2 separate regions of the Gossypium arboreum genome follow, and region 1 is linked to region 2. The links are chromatin contacts, called in public Hi-C maps. All regions are on one chromosome and are shown on one strand. Each heading gives the region's core, a stretch centred on a gene start, on an enhancer-like site or on the middle of the called end of the contact. The rest is flanking DNA. Distances are from core to core; before and after follow the strand shown.

What was found. A called contact is a pair of places that touch in the nucleus more often than the background predicts.
Region 1: a Hi-C map of leaf shows a contact between it and region 2, with 3 times the contacts expected there. The contact joins the promoter of LOC108476961 here to the promoter of LOC108459257 in region 2. A contact is called at or near these places in 2 of 5 Hi-C or Micro-C datasets (both in leaf).

The regions. Positions count from the first base shown.
Region 1 is chr4:37,702,393-37,707,769 of ASM2569848v2, reverse strand. It overlaps LOC108476961, which reads right to left and starts at 2,695. Exons shown (of 1, transcript XM_017779348.2): 1 at 1,711-2,695. The coding sequence starts at 2,296. The coding sequence ends at 1,859.
Region 2 is chr4:37,554,186-37,559,598 of ASM2569848v2, reverse strand. It overlaps LOC108459257 (F-box/kelch-repeat protein At1g15670-like), which reads right to left and starts at 3,492. Exons shown (of 1, transcript XM_017758604.2): 1 at 2,115-3,492. The coding sequence starts at 3,492. The coding sequence ends at 2,341. It overlaps LOC108460937 (serine/arginine-rich SC35-like splicing factor SCL33), which reads left to right. Exons shown (of 6, transcript XM_053027144.1): 3 at 233-310; 4 at 888-1,052; 5 at 1,278-1,379; 6 at 1,464-1,824. The coding sequence ends at 1,587. LOC128291540 (a long non-coding RNA gene) reads left to right here and starts at 5,228. Exons shown (of 2, transcript XR_008281379.1): 1 at 5,228-5,413.

The DNA of each region.
Region 1 (5,377 bases), core at 1,446-3,945, 150 kb before region 2:
AATCTTTATAATTTATTAGAATTTTGATATTATATCTAATTTTTATGATTTTTATAAGTTTTTATAAAATTTTAAATATTTTAGATATATTTTATTAACTTTATAAATATTTTATAATATTTTATATTTTTATAATATTCATAAGTTTTTATTATTTATTATTATTTTATAACTTTTATAAGTTTACATAAATTTCAATATATTTTTAATATTTAATAATACTTATGATTTTTATATTTTTATGAAATTTTATAACTTTTAAGAATTTTTATACATTTTCTAAAATTCTAATTGTGTTTTATTACTTTCATAATTTTTATACTTTGTTAGAATTTATTAGATTTTTATATTTTTATAAAATTTATATTATTTTATATTATTTTTATAATTTTTATAAGTTTATTTCAATCTTAATATTTGTTAAATATTTTAATTTTTATAATTCTTAATAAAAATATTAAATTAAAGCATAAATTGTCACGTGTTATCATATATTTGTACGTTGTTTTTTTTAAATGATCATCGTGATCAACTATGGATTCTATCAACGAAGACTTAATTGATTATTTTAATTAACAACAATGACTCAATTGAATGCTAATTTAATATAAAAATTTAATTAATTTTTAATATTCAAATATTTTTTGACATATAAGCCAAATTTTAAAAATATTAAAATGGTTATTTGTTCAATTGCTCCATAGTAACTAACTTACATGTTCGCGTTAAATAATCAATATTTCGTTTGATAATATTAAATTTAACCCTAAATGTTTATATGTTTTATTAATTTAATTTTGTATTTTAAACTAAATTTGACCCTTAATATTTCAAAAAAGTTGATTAATGATGGTGGTGTAGCAATCTATGCCGTAGTCCACATACCCTCATAGTTGAAATGACACTCTTTACCTTATATATATCACATTAATAAATAATTAAAAATTATAAAATATTTAAAATTAAAAAATATATAAAATGTTGATAAAAGTTCAAAAAGAAAAAGATGAAGCATATATATTATCATGCAGACAGTTATATTTCATTAAAATAATTGATGGATAAATTTTGAAGCTAATTAAAAGGATGAGATATAGACAGACTCCTCAGAGCCCAAAAAACAATAGCAATGAAGATCCTAGTACACATCACCAGAATCCGCTCCAATTAATCATTCTCAATCACTCATCAATACAACATAAGAAGACAAATGCTTCCAACCAAAAACAAAGGAAAAATACACAGAATCTAATACCAAATTCAATCAGAGAGAAAAGTGAATGCAAGTTTTTGTCACATTGTGTACACCTTCATTCTTCTTTACTGTTTATATGTTTCATTTCTCTCTTCCCTATTTCTGGGATTAAATGAATATATTTTTTAATTTCTTCCCAAAAACCCAGCAAACATGTATATATTTTGAAGGGGTTTACAAGTACAATTTTCATTCATATACATTTGGAAAATAGGCATTTGAATCAATTTAGTTTAAAGTGTATGTATAGAGTTTATAGACTGAAAATCAAAGTAGTACTTAAATCCAAAGTAAATATGGAAGAAAAACCAAACACATGGTAGTGGGACTCACACTTATACCTTCAGAATCTCAACAACTCAACCTTACGCTACCCATATAAGTTCATACTTTTAACCGAATTAAGGGTTGGATGAAATGTATCATGAAATTCAAGTTTAAGTACGCATTTCACATTCGCCTAAAGCTCGAGGGCTAAACGTAGCGTTAACCCTTTTATTCATATATACTTGGATGGATCCAAATACCAACAAGCTAAAGTAGCTGCAAAAGATAAGAAAATACAAAAGCATAAATTCAAGTTCAGCAACCTGGGAGCATCATTCAGGAGGCTTGAGCATGGTTTGGATCGAGCTTAGCAGCCTCAAGATCAGCAGCTTTCTTCAGAAAACTTTGGTCATCATCCTCAAGAACCATCTGGATAGGGCAAGATCCCAATCCATCAGCAATAGCAAGCAGAATCTTCTTCATCTCAGATCTGAACTCCTGGAGGTCAACGGTGCCGCTGCCATCGCAATCAAACCTCTCGAAAATGGAGTTGTAAAGCTGAGTGAGCTCGTCGGGGGGAGTGGCGACGTCGACACCGAAGTGGGACTCCAGGAGACGCAGAGACTCGAAGGCCTTGCGAAGCTCGGACCTGGAGAGGACACCGTCGTTGTTGAGGTCAAGAGCTGCGAAACGCTCATCCACGCTCTTCGTGAACTGTTGGTCGTCAGTCACAAAGGCTCTCACCGTCGATCCGTCAATGATTACAACACCCATGTCTTTTCTTTCTCCTCTTTTGAGTCAACTGGGTATGTATATTATATGTAGATAAAGAAGCGAGGAAATTGTGCTTTAGATTTTTGTGGTGGGAATTGTCCAAAGTGGACGTCAGATAACGACGATCAATTGCCATAAAGTGCCCTGCTGCACCATTAGCACCAAATACCAATGACATAATCTAGTGTTTAAGAAACAAATGAACCGCATCCTCGAAACTAACGCAAAAAAAAGGACGGAAAGCTCCATTATGCCTTCTTTTTATGAAAATTCATAGTTGAAACTAAAAAATCTGGCGCCTCCTCCATCCGGTAGACACAAATCCTCTGCCCTTTTACAAGATTATCCCATCTGCTTTTTTATTTTATCTCACTTTTATAAATAATTTCAATATCTGAATTGTTATTCTACTCTTTTGAAAGTTAACATATTCTTTAATTTTGAGATATTAAATATTTGTATTTATTTTATTTAAAATTTTGGTAAATTTATTTTTAGCTTTAAATATTCAGTTTTTTTCTCTTTAAAGCTATTAAAAAATTAAATTAATATTTTTTCATATTTTAAATAAAAATATAAAAATTATATATTTTTAAATAAAACTTTATGAAAAAATAAAAAGTCTTTCAAACTCAAAAATATATAATATATATAAAATATATATAAAAAAATTCTAAAATTTAATTTTTTTAGGCTGGATAACACAGACCATTTAGAACAAAAATTGACTAGGGCATCGGTTCGACAAGAGATAAAAAATTAGTTGACACACGAATTTGTACGGACAGCTTGAATCGAGCTAAAAAAATCAATTGATCTGGTAGTTGAATTAATTTTGAATTGATCTACCAATTGATTTTTGAAACGACCAGTTCAAAGCAAATAAAATATTAAAAATTTATAAAAATTGGTTCAACTGCTAATTTAACTAGTTTTTTAGCTCGATTCAACCAGTCTATACCAATTCTTGGGTCAACTAGTTTTTACCTCTCATTGGACTAATATCCCTAATTCTTGATCCAAGCAATTTAGCCCGGTTTAGATAACAATAAATTTTGGAATTTTTATATTTTAAAATATTTTAAAAGATTATTTTTATTTTATTTTTATTTCAAATTTAAATTTTAAAGAGTTTTTTTCATTTTTTAAAAATATATAATATCTTATTAAGTGGTTGTCCATCAAGATCAAGATAAGTTTTGATGTACTTTAAATTCTAATAGTTATTAGAATTAGATCTCTACTTCATTTATATTTATTATGCCTATAAATAGATACTTTGGAGAACTATTGTAATAATTCCATTGATCAATAAAATACATTCTCTATTGCTTCTCATATTTTCTTTATTCTTTACTCTCTCTATCTCTTTTATTTTATAACAATACAAATATTTTTTGTGAGTTGATTAGTTTTTATATTATGAATGTTCTGTGCAAATAATTGTTTCATTCATTTAGGTTTAATTCATGTTAATACTTATAAGTTTCAGTCATATTTTGGTCTAGTATTCGTACGAAAATTTTTGGATCATTTTTTATATGCTTTCTGTAAAACCCCTTACCCATATCCGATGCCGGAACAGGGTACGAGACATTACCGGACTTAAACTCAATCAAACATCCAGAACCGTGAAATAAATTTTCACTCAAATTTAAAAATTTTCATATACATTCATATCATCTCTATTACGAGCCTACGAGGCCCAAAACATATATTGAGAGTGGTTTGGGACTAAACTGAGAACTTTCAAAATTTTTACAACACTTAGAAAATTTTCATGCTTTGGAGGGTCACATGCCCGTGTGGGTAGGCCGTGTGGTCACACACGCCTATGTGGCTTGGGACACGCTCGTGTCCACAGCCTGTGTAACTCTCTGTTTATGACGTCATCAACAAAATAGGGTCACACGGCCAAGTCACACGCCCGTGTGCTAGGCTGTGTGACAAATTTAATTTTCGGCCTGGGCACATGCCCATGTCCTATGGTCGTGTCTCTCACACGGCCGAGACAAACGGCCGTGTCTCATGCCCGTGTGCTTGCTACTGGGATTCTGTTTCTCAAAACTAAGGTACAAAAGACACACGGCTGGATCACACGCCCGTGGGGCAGGCCGTGTGTCACACACGACCTAGACATATGCTTGTGTGTCTACCCATATGGACAATTTTGAGGCTATTTTCCAAGTCATTTGCCACCCTTATATACTCAAACACATACATAACTTTAAAGGCACTTAACATGGCATAATTGAGTACTTAGACACAATAAAACAAGTCATGATCATGACACTATCATCTCGACTAGTACACACACAAAACACTATAGTTTGTCAAGCCCAAGCCTACAAATTCTCATACATTAAGAATTATAAGTTTACTTCCATTTCTCACATTAGGACCTTAGTTATCATCGTACCAACACATCTCAATTAAATCAATAAGCATTGATAACCAATAACATAACCCATCATATACACAATCACAAACTACATCTCAAAGGCATAGGCACATGCATGCATGTATAAATAGGCTTACAATCCAATAATCAATATAAGCCATATCTCATGGCCATATGCAAAATGAATCATCAAATCATTATAAGCCAACACACTTGGCCAAATTAATATGACACATAAACAAAAAGACCAAGTCCCCCATACATGCCATATTCAAAATATCGAAACCAACTATTCCCAAATAGCTAAATTGATAGTGTGATCGATGCTCTGTCGACTTCCGATCCCCGTGCTAGCTTGGCGACACTATAAAAGATGAAAAAGGAAGGGGGTAAACTTTAAGCTTAGTAAGTTAGCATGTAAATAATAATCAACTTTAAACATACAATAACATACATGTAACATAATGTAAATTAACATAAAATCATCAAGTAATCATAGACATATCTTACACATTTGTATCCTTACCAATAATGTATCTTAAACCGAGATCATTTCTCATGAGTTTTGCGTACGTACCTGTACCACTTCATAACATAATCGTAACCTTTCACATCTTTAACATAATATTGAAATCACCCATTGAACCACTTAGAATACTAAAGGATACTCAGGAATCACA
Region 2 (5,413 bases), core at 2,243-4,742:
TGGTTTTGTTTTAAAATAAATTCTAGGGATAAGTAAGAGCGAAGGTTTTTGAGGAGAACTAAAGGTGTTACATTTATGCTGTGATTTGTTTTCCTTGCTCACCAATCCAAACCTAGTGTACATCTTTGTTCTTTTGTTTAAAATAAACATGATCGTCTTGATACAAGTAAAAAATTTTAGTCTCATCAAACTTTTCTTGTAGAGCCAATTTCTAATTATGTCTCATTTGCAGGCCAGAAGATCTGCGTGGACCTTTTGGGCAATTTGGTCGCCTCAAGGACGTCTACCTGCCTCGGGATTATTATACTGGGTAAGTATAATCCTTATAGGTAACTGACAAATGGTAAATCAGTGTGTATTTGTGTCTGATGGTGTCAACTTGTGTGTCTTCATCCTGTCTCATATGAGTGTTTGGGTGATGGGGTTGTTTCTTTATTATGTCCATTGGTTTATGGGAATTTGGATGTTTTTTATTGAAAGTGTTGAAGACACCAACGAAGTAATAAGAGTACTGTGTTGAAGACACCAATGAAGTATTAGAGTACTCTGTTGAAGACACTTTCAACTAATGAAAACTGTTCACGATGACCTTAATTTGCATCAAGTTTGGAAGGAAGTTGGTTTTGATTTCATTGTGAAGAAGTGCAAGTCTTGAAGAATATCAACTCAATTAAAAATTTGGCTCCCACAAGGTTAGCAGCAGCATAATCATATTTACTTAAATTGTATGAAGCATTAACTTGCTATCATGATTTTTGTGATACTCTGGAGTCAAGATCATTGTTGTGATTTTGAATATCAATGAGCATGTTTGGCTGATGAATTGCAATATAGTACCTTTATATATTTATGCTATGTTTATGCGAGCTACCTTTTTTGTGATGCAGGCAACCACGTGGTTTTGGATTTGTCCAGTATCTAGATCCTGCTGATGCTGCTGATGCAAAATATCATATGGATGGCTATGTTCTTCTTGGAAGAGAACTTACTGTTGTATTTGCTGAGGAAAACAGGAAGAAACCTTCAGAAATGAGGGCAAGAGAACGCAGAAGGTGAGAATGGATTCTTTTGCATTTCTCATATTTTACCCCCACTACTTTTTAGCCTCTTTTCTTAGATGATGTTGACATAAAGGGATTTAGGAAGACAGGAGAAAAAATTGTATTTGTTAAGGATTTCTGGTTGGAGAAATTATGTGTGTTATTAGAGCATATTTTTTATGTTGATTACATGGTAAATTATGCTCATGATATTAATTAAAGTGGTCGGGCTTATAGGCGCTCTCCACCAAGTTATTCTCGATCACCAAGATATGCTCGAAGTTACTCCCGCAGTCCATACTATTATTCTCCTCCTCCTAGGCAAAGACGTTACTCAAGGTCAGCTGTTCAATGTTCTTATTGTTTTAAGCATTTATGTTTTATGAATTGTCCTGTTGATGTTGCCTTCTGTTTTTTGTACAGGTCAATTTCACCTGGAGATAAGAGATATAGAGAACGGTCTTACTCGAGGTCACCCTATGGCTCAAGGAGTCCAAGCCGGAGCTTTAGTAGGAGCAGGAGTCAAAGTTTGGACTATTCTAGGTGACTGATTTGAAGGTGGCTGGGTTAGTATGTATCCGGGAGTATTTCTCCACGTTAATTGTCTAGATGATTTAAGTTTAGGTTTGTATCAGCAGTATATGAGTGACTTCAAAGTTGATTGTTTAGTTTCTAGTGCTGATTATGGCTAGTAATAAAGTTAAAACATAAGCATGCTGTTTGAATATTCTATGCTGACAATGCTCGCCATCCTTAAATGATCTTTATTGAGATTTTTCATTTATCAGTGTCGTTTCTTGGATAGGTAATTAGATGCTTGTTTCTGTTGGAGTCCGAGTTGGGATTTGGGTAGGCCCATTTTGCCTACGGATAGGCTTCCTATTTTTTTTTTTAATCTTGTCGGCATACCCAAATCTGTGGCTGTGATGACATGTTGATTTGGGTAATGGTTAAGAGTTGATGTGGTGGCATCATGCCATATAATGCAAGTTGTTACTATAGTTTCTGCTTGAAATGGAGAAATCCATTGGATCCTCCATTAATCTTTGCGGTTCATAAAATCAAAAACCGAAGTGGAAGAAGAAAGTATATACAGACAAGGCAAGGGTAATGTACAGATTCATGTCACGAAATTTAATACAGAAATAAGAAATACACTCTTATCATGATGCCGCTAGATTTCCTTGATGCGGTGATGATAACAAATGCTATACTCCTGCCTAATCCTTGCTATATTTTACTATATCCACATGTTACTGTGAGCTTTTGCTCACCGAAGGACTGAACACGGCAGCTTCGCTTAGATATCTACACAACAACCGGATTGTATGAAGCCAGAAACCTGTTGTGAAATTCCGTCTATGGTGTTGAACTTTCCAGTTTGTTGATCAACCAAAAAGAACCCTGTTGGACCACCCTGATGAGCTGATCCAGACACAAATGTCCACTCTCCCAAGGGGACCGAGCAAACACCAGCTCGTATTGCCGAATCACAGTCTGCCCAGCTGAAGAGCTGCTTCTCTTTTCCAACTCCGACACAAGACCTTGGGCACTGGCTAGCCTTCCAAGCCTCCTCTACTCTGGCCCATTGACCTGTCTCTAACTCCATTACCTCGGCGCTCCCCTCGAATTGTCCTTGATTGTCCGTACAATATCCACTCACCACCCAGAATTCCGACCCAATCCCCACCCCTTGACACTCGTCTCGCTCCTCGCTCATCGGTTTTAACTCTTTCCACTCAAACATCCTTGCATCATATTCCCACGCTGTTCTTAAAGCGTTCTTGTGCTCATCGTGACCACCCGCTACGATAATGCGTCCATCCAACTCACCAGCTGCAAAGAAGGATCGAGTTTCCGACATCTGCTTCCCTTGTCTCCACCTCTGAGTTGTGAACTCGTATATGAACATGTCCCGCACTGCCTCGTAGTTCGTTGGGTCCCACCCTCCCATCACTAAAATCTTTCCTTCACAACTCGTTATCTGACAAAACAAAGGAAGCCCATTAGGGTACTTAGGGACCGGGTCAAGTCGACCCCAGGTTCCACTTACGGGTTCAAACACGGTGATCCCATATCTTGGGGGACCAACTGGTTTGGACCTATCAGGATCGGAGTCGCACTTAAGTAACTGAATCAAGCAAGCTGCTTTTTGGGTATATCCGTTACGCTTTCTGTGATAGTAAAACTCTTTGCTTTGGAGAAGCTCTTGCCATCGTCGACAAACCCGAACTGCGAGTCTGTGAGTTGAATAATGAAACCAAGTCAAGCACTCGTTTCCGATTTCCTCTGGTAAACCAGGGAAGCACTCGTTGAATAATATAATAAAATGACATATTATTATCCAAAGAACAAAAAATGGGTGAATATATGGATAGAGAAGGAGGGGAAAAAGAGTTGACTGAGATAGTGATATGGATAAGCTTGGATACAACTCATCAGTGGGTCCTCTTTATTCTCTTTTTTGGTTATTGTTTACTTTTTTATATGCATTATCGCTTATTATATTTTCATCATTTACATTGCAATTTCTGAATTAATATTATCAATTATGACCATAATTATAATTATATGTAGGGAAGAAGATTTAAGCTTAATTCTTTACGCAGAAGAGATAAAGGTATCATGAAGATTTTTCATTATTAATTTAATTCTTTTTGTTCTCTCAATTAAAAAATAGGTAAATTTAGAGGTAAATCTAAGTGTTGGTTGGGCCTCACTCTCCTCTAAAATGAAATTTTTTATTTAAATCCTTTAATTTTTTAAAATTTTTAAATTAGTAAAAGTAAAATTACCTGTAACCTCCTAAAATTATAAAAATTTGACTTAATCCTTTAAAATTATAAAAATTAAAATTTCTTTCGGTCTCCTACAAATTTGTTCTAGCTTCACCCCTAGGTAAATTAATATTTATACATTAGATCAAATAGTTAATTGGTCATTTTATTAAAAATATATTTTTTTACTATTAAAAAAGTCTTTGTACATTAGCATAACGTGTGTTGGAAAAAACAGGTTTGTAAAACGTAACAGAAAATAAATTTAGAGAAAATAGATTTTTTAATTTTTTTTCCAAAATAATGTCTTGGTTATGATATCTAAAGTAATAAACACTTAATCAAAATTATACATTTTCGATTCATCTAGGATGAGCGCTTCAACCTAGTAGTCTTCTCTGCTATCCTCAAACTCACATCTGTTGAGTGTGGGCTCGCTTCGAATAAAAAAAATTTTAACAAAACTTACCAGTAGGGTAATTTCACAATTTCTCTAAACTTTTGAATCAAATTGTAAATAAAAAATATCACCAGAAATTTTCTAAAATAACTTCTTTAGAAAATTTTCTCTACAACTTTCTCTTGAATTCAAATGTGTGAAAAATAATTACTCAGTTTTCTTTTTATATAGAGAGAGTTTAGAGAGTTCAACTATGATTGAACTTATTCACTTTTGTAGCAGCCCGATTTTGGGGCTAGTTAGAATAGTGGTCTCGGGACCACAAATTCGAAGTTAGAGAAATTATTTTATTATCAAAATAGAGTCATAGCATGGTTATTTTAGTGCATGAAAAATTTGGTGAATTAATTTTAGCGTTTATGAGCCCAATTGTGAAAAAGGACTAAATCGCATAAAGTGCAAAAGTCTTAAATTGATAGCTAAAGGTGTTAAATAGTTAGAGAACCAAAATTTGGGGTCTTTAAAAGGCAAATAGACCCTTGGAAGAAGGCATAGCCGGCCATAGAGTCAATGAGGAGACAAAATTGTCAAAATTAGGTGAGTTTGTGACCAATTTTGACTAGATTAAAAATAAAATAAAGGGAAAAGATATCATCTTTTTCCCATCCTCTTCTCCATTGAATTTTCAGAAAAAATTAGGGGTTTAAGAGCTTAAAATTTTCAGCAACTTGAAGCACTCACAAGTAAGTGATTTTCCTACCCTTTGTTGAAGATATTTGAATTTTTGAGACCTTTGTAACATTAGCTTTCAAATGAGCGGTGTATCTTGCAAAATGATTGAAGTTCTAGGGTTTTTCCATGAGAGCATTTAGGGTGTTTTCTGAAATTTTATGGAAGAATATGAGTCTTAGTTGTGTAATAGACAACTTTTGTGAAAGGTATTACCATGAAAACATCTAAAGGGACTATTTTGCACAAGTTGTAAAATGAATGATAAATGTGTGAAATAGAGAGAATTTGGGGTTGCTATAAGAGTAAAAAGAGTTCAGATAGGCTTAAGATACGAAGAAATTCAATAAAAAATGATTTTCGAGCATAGGGGTAAATTGGTCATTATGTCAAAGTCTAGGGCAAAATGATCATTTTATCGAAGATGTGAATTTTTAATTACTTAAATTTAATTCTTGATTCAATGA